Linked DNA regions of Mus musculus: region 1 is linked to region 2. The links are chromatin contacts, called in public HiChIP or PLAC-seq maps. All regions are on one chromosome and are shown on one strand. Each heading gives the region's core, a stretch centred on a gene start, on an enhancer-like site or on the middle of the called end of the contact. The rest is flanking DNA. Distances are from core to core; before and after follow the strand shown.

Evidence for each region. HiChIP or PLAC-seq counts read pairs in DNA pulled down with a chosen protein or histone mark.
Region 1: a CTCF HiChIP or PLAC-seq map of CD8 T cells shows a contact between it and region 2, with 7 read pairs. The contact joins two enhancer-like sites. A contact is called at or near these places in 1 of 15 datasets of contacts at CTCF or cohesin (CD8 T cells) and 1 of 9 other capture datasets (embryonic stem cells).

What each region holds. Positions count from the first base shown.
Region 1 is chr1:106,735,810-106,741,280 of GRCm38.p6, forward strand. Kdsr (3-ketodihydrosphingosine reductase) reads right to left here. Exons shown (of 10, transcript NM_027534.2): 7 at 3,522-3,605. Among named protein-coding and RNA genes, the nearest start is that of Kdsr, 21 kb to the right of the region's middle. Within about 2 kb of position 2,447, at least 14 of the 459 cell types and tissues checked have an H3K27ac peak or open chromatin away from gene starts, as enhancers often do. A contact at or near this core is called in CD8 T cells, where this site is marked.
Region 2 is chr1:106,598,230-106,602,978 of GRCm38.p6, forward strand. The region is part of intron 1 of Bcl2 (B cell leukemia/lymphoma 2); the gene reads right to left. Among named protein-coding and RNA genes, the nearest start is that of Gm37053, 14 kb to the right of the region's middle. Within about 2 kb of position 3,247, at least 47 of the 459 cell types and tissues checked have an H3K27ac peak or open chromatin away from gene starts, as enhancers often do. A contact at or near this core is called in CD8 T cells, where this site is marked.

The DNA.
Region 1 (5,471 bases), core at 1,197-3,696, 140 kb after region 2:
TATTGGGCCCACAGATCAATGCAGGTTCCAGTCACTAGAAATCTGTCTAAAATTTTACTGTAGGCTAAACAAAAACAAAACAACCAAATCTCAGGGAAGTCACTACTTCACTGGCTTCAGACTTAAAGAGTATGCAGCAAATATTAATGCTTGCTTAGCAGGTTTGAAGCAGGAGGTTTGGTTCCAAGTTATGTTTTTAAAGCAAAAAGAAATTATAAAATTGACTGAACTCAAAAGAAAATGAAGAGGTTGTTTCTACATAAATAACCCATTTTTTTTTGGCAAACAAAAACCGAATATAGACTACATAAACACCCCAAATTTATGCTACAGAGATCCACATACACTTTAAGAGGAAAAACCACATAAAATAATTAAGTCTAAAACTAGGTTACCTTCAGTGTGAGGTGGTAAGCTTTCGTGGGTTTCCTTCAGCCCCACTTTACCTGTTTATCTGTTTTGTTTGTTTGTGTCATGGCAGAGGGAAAGATGGGGAACCAGATGAATAGAGCCTACTCTCAGCTCAGGACTACCCAGTCATTCTGTATGACCTGCACACATGCAAGGGAGATAGATGCCACTGGGGCGGAAATGACCAGTCCCATGCCATCTGTCCACACACGAGACGCTAAGGAAACGAAGGCGCCACTGCCACCCCATCCTCCATATGTAAAGCAGAAGGTGGCGGAAGGGCTTTACATGGCTCTACAACCTGTGCTCCACTGCCTTGCTGAATGCAATCACCAACATGAGCAGAGTCGAGAACACCTAGACTCAAAACCAAGAAAAGAAACAGAACAAAAATACAACCAAGCAACATTCTGACTGAAGCTCCTTAGAAATAGAAGAAAACTCAGTGGGAACGGGGTGGAGGCTTCAAAAGTCCACACCAGGTGCAGTGTGTGTGTGTGTCTGTCTGTCTGTCTACCTGCCTGTGGCCTGTGGATCAGGATTTAGCTCTGATTTCCTTCTTCAGCACCACATCTGTCTGAGTGCCACCATGATCCCTGCCATGATGATAATGGTTAGCCCTATGAAACTGTAAGACAGAGCCAAGTAGATGCTCTCTTTTATGTTATATTGGTCTTGGTTTCTCTTCACAACAACAGAACAGTAACTAAAGACAAATCCATGACAGACAGATCTAAGCTTAAAAAAATCAGTAGAAATAAAAATTGAAGTTAAATTAAATAAAGTTGAAGAAGAAACCAATAGTGAGTAAGAGATGAGGTGGTGAAGTCAGCCGGAAAGTGGGGCTCCTGAGCGACAACTGCACAAAGAATGCTTCCAAGTGTTCTGGATGGGAAACAATGACCTCAATGTTCCAGACCTGAGTGCATGAGAGAACAAAGGGGCGGTCCTGAGTATCTAGCATATAAAACACTTCACACCAAACGGCATTCTAAAAGATAAAAAGGAAAAGAGTGTCTACAACTAAACCCCACCAGGAGTACACACCTCCCATGTGTATGAGGAAGCTGCTCAGTCACGGATGCTTGCTTGGCCCCTGAGCATTAGTGGAAGGTGGGGAAAGGTAGGGGCTGAAGCCCAGCTGGAGGAATGTGTTGCTGAGGCTATGGCTCAGCTGGCTCTCTGCTGTCCCCCCTTTTTCTCCTTCCTGTAAGGAGCACTGATCTGCCGGGCCAGTTCTCCCTGTCCTGATGGACGGGTGTCTCTGAACCACAAGCCACGAGTTGCTTTTCTCAGGCATCTCAGGTCAGTGGGGTCCCCAGGAAACCCTAGAAGCTAGAACTCAGTAAGAAATGCCCGCAAAGCCGTGAGGACCGTCATTTTCAACTGTCACCCAGTAAAACACCCTACCACACACAGCAACGAAAAATAGGAAAAGGAAGATGCCTTCTTGTGAACCAGACTCTAAACAAATGGTGCCTCTCACGTGCCTTTCTCTGGAATGACTGAAGGGCCACCAAGGTGAGCAGAGAAATGACAGCAGTGGAAGGCACAGACCCCAGCAAGGGACAGAGAAGGGAAGCGCAGCACAGGGGAGTGCAGAGGATGTCACCCCCAGGGCCTGTGTCCTGGCAGAAGGTGGAGCCCCATGACAAGGGGCTTGGAGGAAGAAGAATGAAAGTAACAGAAAGGTCAGTGGTTCAGATGCTCAAAAGACGTCCAGTTCTCCCCAGTGAATGACCTACAAATGCTCTCAGTTAAACAAAGACACACAGGAAAGGAAATGCCATTATAGAGGTTCAACTTAACAACACTCATAAACACAGAATCTGACTCCAACAGAGGTCACACAGGCAGAACAAAGTAGACCTGAGGCTCAAATTTTAGCTTCCCTAGTTAAAACACGAGTTTGTACGTAGATGCATATGAATGTATGTGCATATATGTATGCATGTTATGCATGCATGTAGGTGCATTCACTGTGTATGTATGTAGGTATGTATGTATGGATTGGTTTAGACACATAGGTGAAATGGCTCCCTCTAGGGGTCAGGGGTCAGAAGTGGGAGTGATAAGGCCACAGGTAGCATTAGGCAGCCAACTGCGTCCTATGAGAAAATACTGAGCTAAAAGTTGGAAACAAGTAAGTTCAACATTAAGAAAAGGGGACTGGAGAGCAGAAAAAGGGAGGAGGAAGCTCTGCCTGGAAGGTCAAGTCTTGGCTCAGCACCCTGCACCTAACAGACCCACTAACTGATAAACAGCCAGGACCTAAAGTAGGATACATTCATAAAAATTACGCTGAAGATTCAGAACAGAGCTAGGGAGATAAAGTGCCTGTCTGGCCTCTGAGCACCCGCACATGCAAAGCCAGCCAGGAGGAGGTAGAGACCAGAGAACTCCCGGGCCTACTTGATAGTTCCAGGACAGTAGGAGACCCTGTCTCAAGACCAAGGACACCACCTGAAAAAGAATACCCAAGGGTGTTCTCTGGTCTCCATACACACCTGCACACTCCCAAACACACACACACACATGCACACGCACATATACACCCAAACATGTACATACATACCACACAAACCCAAATATGTATAACACCCCCATATATCACATATACACATCACACTACACACACACACCCAAACATGCACAACTTCCTCCAGTCACAAATACAAACTATATACACACCACCATGCACACGTGCACACACACACACATCACATACACACCTCACTCAGAACACTTAACACTGTATCAAACACATCATCCATCACACACATACAATACATAACACAGACAATACACATCGTGTTGAGGTGACCCCCAACCATAAGGTTGTTAGTTGCTATTTCATAACTGTAATGTTGCTACTATTATGAATCTGTGTAAATATCTGCATCACACCCCACAGCACACACAGAAGATCATACACACATTTCACACGCAACATGCATATCACACACAACATGTATTTCACACACACAACACATATTACACACACAAAACGCTTCACACAGCACACACACACACACACACACACACACACACACACACACACACACGCCATCACACACTCCTCACAGAGGGCATTATGTAGGAATACTGACCTTCGTTTTGTTTTCCTCAGCCAGCCCCGGCGTGTCGGTGTCTGGTGGGTAGGCCACAGTGACGTACACATTGTACGGCTTCACCTGGTCACACAAACAAGGTACGCACTCTCAGTCAACAGAGCACTTTGTAGTCATCCTGTAACTTGTCTCAGCTATCTTGATTCTTAGAACAGTGCTTCCAACCTGTGGGCCACAGCCCTTTTGGGGGGGGGTGTGTTATATATCAGATATTTACACTGATTCATAATAGTAGCAACATTACAGTTATGAAATAGCAACTAACCACCTTATGGTTGGGGGTCACCACAACACAAGGTGTATTAATGGGTCACAGCACTAGGAAGGCTGAGAACACTGCCTTAGAAGGTGATGCTTGTCAGGTTCATGAAGTGGCTATCAGTAAACAGGCACCAAATGTCCTGGGGACCCCTCTCCATGAAGATGACTTAGAAACAGTAGCAAGAGTACCCCTGACCTATGTCAGAAAGTGGCTGGCTCTAAAGTGTGTCAAGCCCCCTCCTAGTAGAGTTCTTCCTGCGGCGGACCAAGCAGAGGCTCAGAGCTGCCCAGGGAGAACTGCATATGCTGTGGAATGACAGTATGCTCCTTCATCACAGACTCTGCCCACGAACTGCACAGCTCAAGGCAGAAGGCAGGTCTATGCCTTTCAGGCTGCTATAATACAGCAATGTTCATTTCAATTGCAAAACACCGTCTCTCAGTGCCTACCCGGATGCACATTACTGTGTCTGAATCCAGATTTGGAACTCTATCCATCCCTGTAGAAGTCCCTGCATAACCACCCACATAGCATCAGGAGAAAGCATCTTCATCCTGGGTAGACCACCAAAGTATGACCAGCCAAGCAACTCCCCTGTAAACAGCCCCTACCACTATTTATACAGAGAAGCTCTTCCCTCTGCCCTTTTTATCAGTAAGATCTCTCTAGCCCAGGCTAGTCTGACCTGGTGATCTGTCTGCCATGGTCTCCCGAAGACCTGGGATACAAGTGTGCACCACTATGCCCAGTTCTCCCTGGCTTTCTTTATAGGTACTAGGCCTATTATAACCTCTAGTTCTTCCAACACTGTCTGCCTCCCACTTTCTCTGCCCAGTCAACTCCTCTACTGATGAAGACACCCCAACAACCCCACTGGCCCTTCTTTCAAGGGTCAGTCTCCCAAAACTGTCCAACAGCAGTCCGGTCGCTGTCGCCTGTTCCTTTCTTGCCTGGACATCAGCGATCCAAAGGCTCAGACCACCAAGTCCACTCTGGCATGCTTTTTTATGTACTGCTGGCTTGTGTCTCTGTCCTCATAAAGACATCTGGGTGTTTGGGAGGGACGGCAACAAGTCTAGTGTTGAGAATCTTAAAGAAGAAATCCGACAGGTTTTCTCAGCCCCACCCGTCTACCAGGGCGCCAGCCCCTTAGCTCCCAGACTCTTTTAGTGACACAGCTATGAAGGCTCGGGACAGCAACATGGGTCAAGAGAACAAAGCAGTAGGTAGGTACTGTGCACCCATCCAAGTAATCACAAGAATGAAAGCTGGTTCCATTCCAGGCATCCAAGTCATGAGGGTTCATGGCTTGGCCTTGCCAGGGAGTGCTTGCTGTCTTCCAGGCCAATCAGGTGAGCCAGCTGGAACAAAGATCAAGTGACTTCTCTCACACTTGCTTTTGAGATGGTGAAAATTGATAAAATGTCTCTTGTAGTCTTGTCTGGTCCTGTATTGGACCAGAGAAAAATGGCTTAAAAAAAAAAAGTGCCTGAGTGTTAACTACGCAAGTCACACAGGCTGGCTTCTCTGGCCCACTCTGAACTGCCTCCCCCACTGCGCTGCCCCACAGTGGGGGCTGTGCCGTTTATGATCATCAAAACCATGTTTCAAAGCAGTGTCTCTCAAACTCAAGGTCATGACTGGGTTAGCAACCGCTCTCTCACAGG
Region 2 (4,749 bases), core at 1,997-4,496:
TCCTTTGTCCGGCCATGGGTTTTAATTTTTGGTATGGAAAAATTCAGTCACCATAATTATAACCCCAGAAAGTAAAGACTTTTAAATTCTATGCGGGAGAGCTGTGGGAGCTTGTAACGTTCAATAAAACTGTAATCTAACCAGCCTGTAGGTATGCAGGGATCTGCACTGTGCAAGTTTCTCTCTGGCCCATTTGTTGGAGTGTCTTATATCCTCTAGTGAAACTGAAATCTCTGAGAAAGAATTCCATATTACCTAGATCCCTATAACCTTGACCAACCAGGGACAGGGTTTGTTTTTTTTTTTTTTTTTTTGTTAAATGAACCAAAGAATCTTTCAGGAAAACCACTCAAGAAATATGTGGGAGTTAGAGGAAATCAATGCACAGCTTGTTTAAAAACTGCTCTCTGAGGCTTAGAGATATTTAGAATATATGCCTTAAAAGGCTCATTTATGGAGAAAGTTTATCTGTGGAGGTTCTGAAGTAAGAAGAAGCTACACAAAGAATCGATATTAATTAAATATTGATGAAGGGTGGGGGAGTCTGGTTGTGTTATTTAGTCCCTGGGTTACCCAAAGGGGCTTCTTGACTAAGAAGACTGCCCACACTAGAGGAAAGGACACACGGTGTGCTCATTTCTCTCCCTTGATGGTCCTCTTGGCTTTGCAATGGGAAGATCAAAGCCAAGAGAGGGTATGGAAAAGTAATGCAAGCCACTCACTGTGTGTGGTTAATATGCTTAGTTAACTTAGGAGGCATGGCCTTTTATCATGTGGGAAGAAGTACAAAAGCCTCTAGACACAATGTTTGTTACTTGAAAATAAATTTAAAATTTTTAATTTAAAAAAGAAGCCTACCATGAAGGCCAAGGGCTAAAAACCATCTCCGATTCCTAACAACTGTGAGCATCCTAGATGGGTGGGTTTTCTGGCTTGAATTTCTCAGATTCTTGTATCTCAATTTTGTCCTGCACCTTACTTTCCCTTTAGAATTATAAACAAGAAATGTCACTATTTTAGCATCATGATCAGATATCTTTGACTGCATTTAGCCACCAGAAGTAGCAAATTTCCTTTGAACTTATCTTCTGCCCATATTTTGATTTCTTAGAACAGAAAATAGAATAGAATAGAATGTACTGGTGAGACAAAAATCATGTTTTCCTGAAACAGTAAGAAACCATGTCGTGTTGACACATGACTGTCAAACACTGTGTAGAAGCAGATTCCAGGGTCCTCAGGAGGATGCTGACATGGCTAGAACCTGCCCTTCAGTGTCCTTGTCACCTTCTCAGGCTGGATGTTCTCAGCTGCCTGTCCTACAATGGGCATTCTCAGAACACCCACTTCTCAAACCATTTTCCATGTTCCTGCTAGTGATGATTTTAGGACCAGTGTGACTCAAGAACTCCCAAGGTGGCTCTTGCTGTCATCTTCTGCTGTAGCCCTGCAACCCGGTGTCAACCACTGAGTTTTCAGGAGTGGCAGCTTTAGTGCAATAACATCTGGAGGTGTCAGACATGTCTACAGTTAGTTTTTTGTATCTTCACAGATAGCAATTCAGGGAGAATATCAAAGAGAAGGAAGGAGGTGGGAAGTAGGAAGGGAGGAGCAGAAGGAAAGAATAGAAGAAAATCTTTTGATAAGATAATGTAATATTCAACCTCCTATCCTTATGAATGTCAAATCATCATCAAATATTTTAAATGCAGATGAAAATCATTTTAATGAGACTGGAGAGGTGGGGTATATACCCAGGGAAAGCATTATTTTGTTGGCAAAGCAGATGGCGGGTAGAGGAGAAATATTAAACCAGGGAAAGCCTTGGGTTAAGCAAGGCTGTCCATTGGGTTGGGATTTTCTCCATGGAAAATCTTAAAGTGCTTAGTATAATATTGCTTCAAAGGTAGATTCCATTGGATCTTTTAGGTTATTTGGACTTTATTTTGTAAGAAGTTATGTTTGCTTTCGTAGCTCAATAAAGTAGCTGCAAGTCGAAGGAGAGAACTCAGGTGCTGTAAGAAGAGGGCTTTAAGTCACTAGGAGAGAGTGTGTGTGCTAACAAAAGGAAGGCCAGACAAAGCAAGGCAGCCACGTACTCATACCCACCACACACACACACTCCACATACACACCTACACACACACATACATACACACAAGCACACACACATACTCACACACTACATAATCACTCATACTATAACACACTATACACACATCCTACACATGCCCATACTACACATAAATGTATACACTAAACCTGCATCACACACATCTCCACACATACCCTCTACACTTACACTACAACACATTACACACATCCTACACATACCTACAATATGCACAAATGTATATACTATACACATATCACACACCCTCACACATAAACATACTACGCACACACTGCCATAGTCCACACAAACACTACACACACTCACACTGCAACACACTACAATCACCCCCTATACAGATCCACACTGCACACAAATGTACACATTACATACACATCACACATACAGTCACATACTCTAGTCATACACACCACACATCTCACACACACACACACATCACACACACAGACACACACACACACACCTTTGAAGTAGGCAGAACCACACCTAAGCTTTAAGGATTCTGAGCGTCTGAACACACACATCTTACTGTTTTCAGACTCTTCCTGTTTTGTTTGCTGGAGTTTATTTTTGCCTTCACTCTGCAGAAAGCCTCACAGATAGGCTGGGTGATTTTGTTGTGTAGAAACCTCACCTCCTTAAATTCTCAGAATGCAGGCAGACACCACTACCGGTGTTCTTAGAGTTAGAGTCACACAACTCCTCGCACCAAACAGCAAAACCAAACCCACACTGCGTTAGGATCCCTGCCTTTATTTCCATGCAGCTTTTTCTTTATGACACAGGAAACCAGATAGGAGGCACCAGTGAAGATACCAAACAGTGGGCTACTAAAATGTTCTCTGCAACACGTATAGCAGTTAAGTGACAGATTCATCCTCAAAGGTATGATATCATCTGACCCTTTACAAACCTTGCATCAGACAGGAAGATTCTAGACACTTTTGTCACTTGTTAAAATTGATTCGGGACAATAAATTCTGACAAACATAATTTTTAAGGGACTTATAAAAATGTATTCTCATCTTTCTCGGTAGCATGATAGCCAAAGGCTAAAAATGACAGAGATAGGATGTTGAGTCACGTGATGGCTGTCATATAAGACTGGGGAGCTTGCTGCAAGGTGTGCCTGGATGGACCAGGCATCTTCTGTTAGCTGCACAAAGAACTGGTGCCGCAGAGGAGAACACTCAGAGGGGTAAGGGCTGTTCTTTCTGAAGATCTTTGGTTCCACTGCTACACTGATACCCAGTTGACTACAGTATACTAACAGACCATTGTTAGCTTCATGCAGAATTTTCTTTCCCAAGCTGCTTACATCTTGAGCATGTAACAAGTTATTGTAAGAAAAGCCTACATTTTCATCCAACACTGACATTAAGACTTACTTAATATAACTAGAATGTTTGGAAACTCAGATTCCCGAAAGTCAGTTGAACCTCACAAACCTCTCTATGCCCACCACCCCAAAGATCTACATGGGTGAATGATAACCAATATATATATATATAACTGAATGAAAGAGACTATTACACATACTGTCAAAGAAGGCATGGCTTTGAAATAGGGTTTATTACACAGATAATTAAAGGCCAAGTGTGGTGCCATGTCCCTTTAATCCCAGGACTCTGGATACAGAGGCAGGTGGATCTCTGAGTGTAAGGTCAGCCAGCGCTACATTCAACAACAACCACAAATTTATTTAGTTGGTTAGTTGGCTTTCTGCTACTCTAACGAATGCCACAAATAAATGAATTTAGTTAGGAGGGAAGGTTTATTTTAGCCCATAGTTCTTTGGCCCATTTCTTTGGAACTGTGGCATCTCAGTACTCTATATGAAGGGAGGTCTGTTCACCTATGGTGATGAGGAAACAAGGAAATGAAGAGGATCCATTAGGGGTTCCAATATCCTATCCAAGGACACATCCCACCGACATATCTTCCTCATACTATATACCCCAAATTCTAAAGGTCTTACCATCTCCCAATAGTGCCACAGGCTGGTGACCAAGCCTTCAACTCGGGCTTTGAGCGGGGGAGGGATCACTATATCAGCATATTCCCTCACTTAATGGATCAAATGCTGACTGCGTAAGTCTATAAAAGCTAGCTTTACTAGAATTCACAGCCTGGTTGTGGAGAAGACACCCTGAGACCATAACTAAACTGTTTGAGTCTCAGTTTACTTGTATGTGAAATAGAGAGACTTGGCAAATCATTTCCAAAGTTACTTTCAGCCCCATCATTCTATGACTAAATATTAATGTGGGCTCTGCCCTGTAAAAGACACTCTGCTAGATGCCATGCAGCAAACGAACAAGCAGAGACACGATCCAAACCGTGCCTCTTCCTGTTTATGGTGTCATTGCTTGGCTGCATTTCCAAACGGCCATCATAGCTACTTTGATTTGGTCTCAAGTTTCTCTTTAAATGTATGCCTCTCTTTGATGTTTAGAGATTCTTAGTCAAGTGGAGCTTGTGCCTATTTGAGTGAGCTCTGCCAGTCCGTCCCTATCTTTACCTTTGCCTTGCATTTCCTCTGCTGACAGGGTTTGTTTTCTTGGCACCAAACACCAGTGAGCAGCTTTGCAGTAAGGAGTAGGTATGCCCAAGCT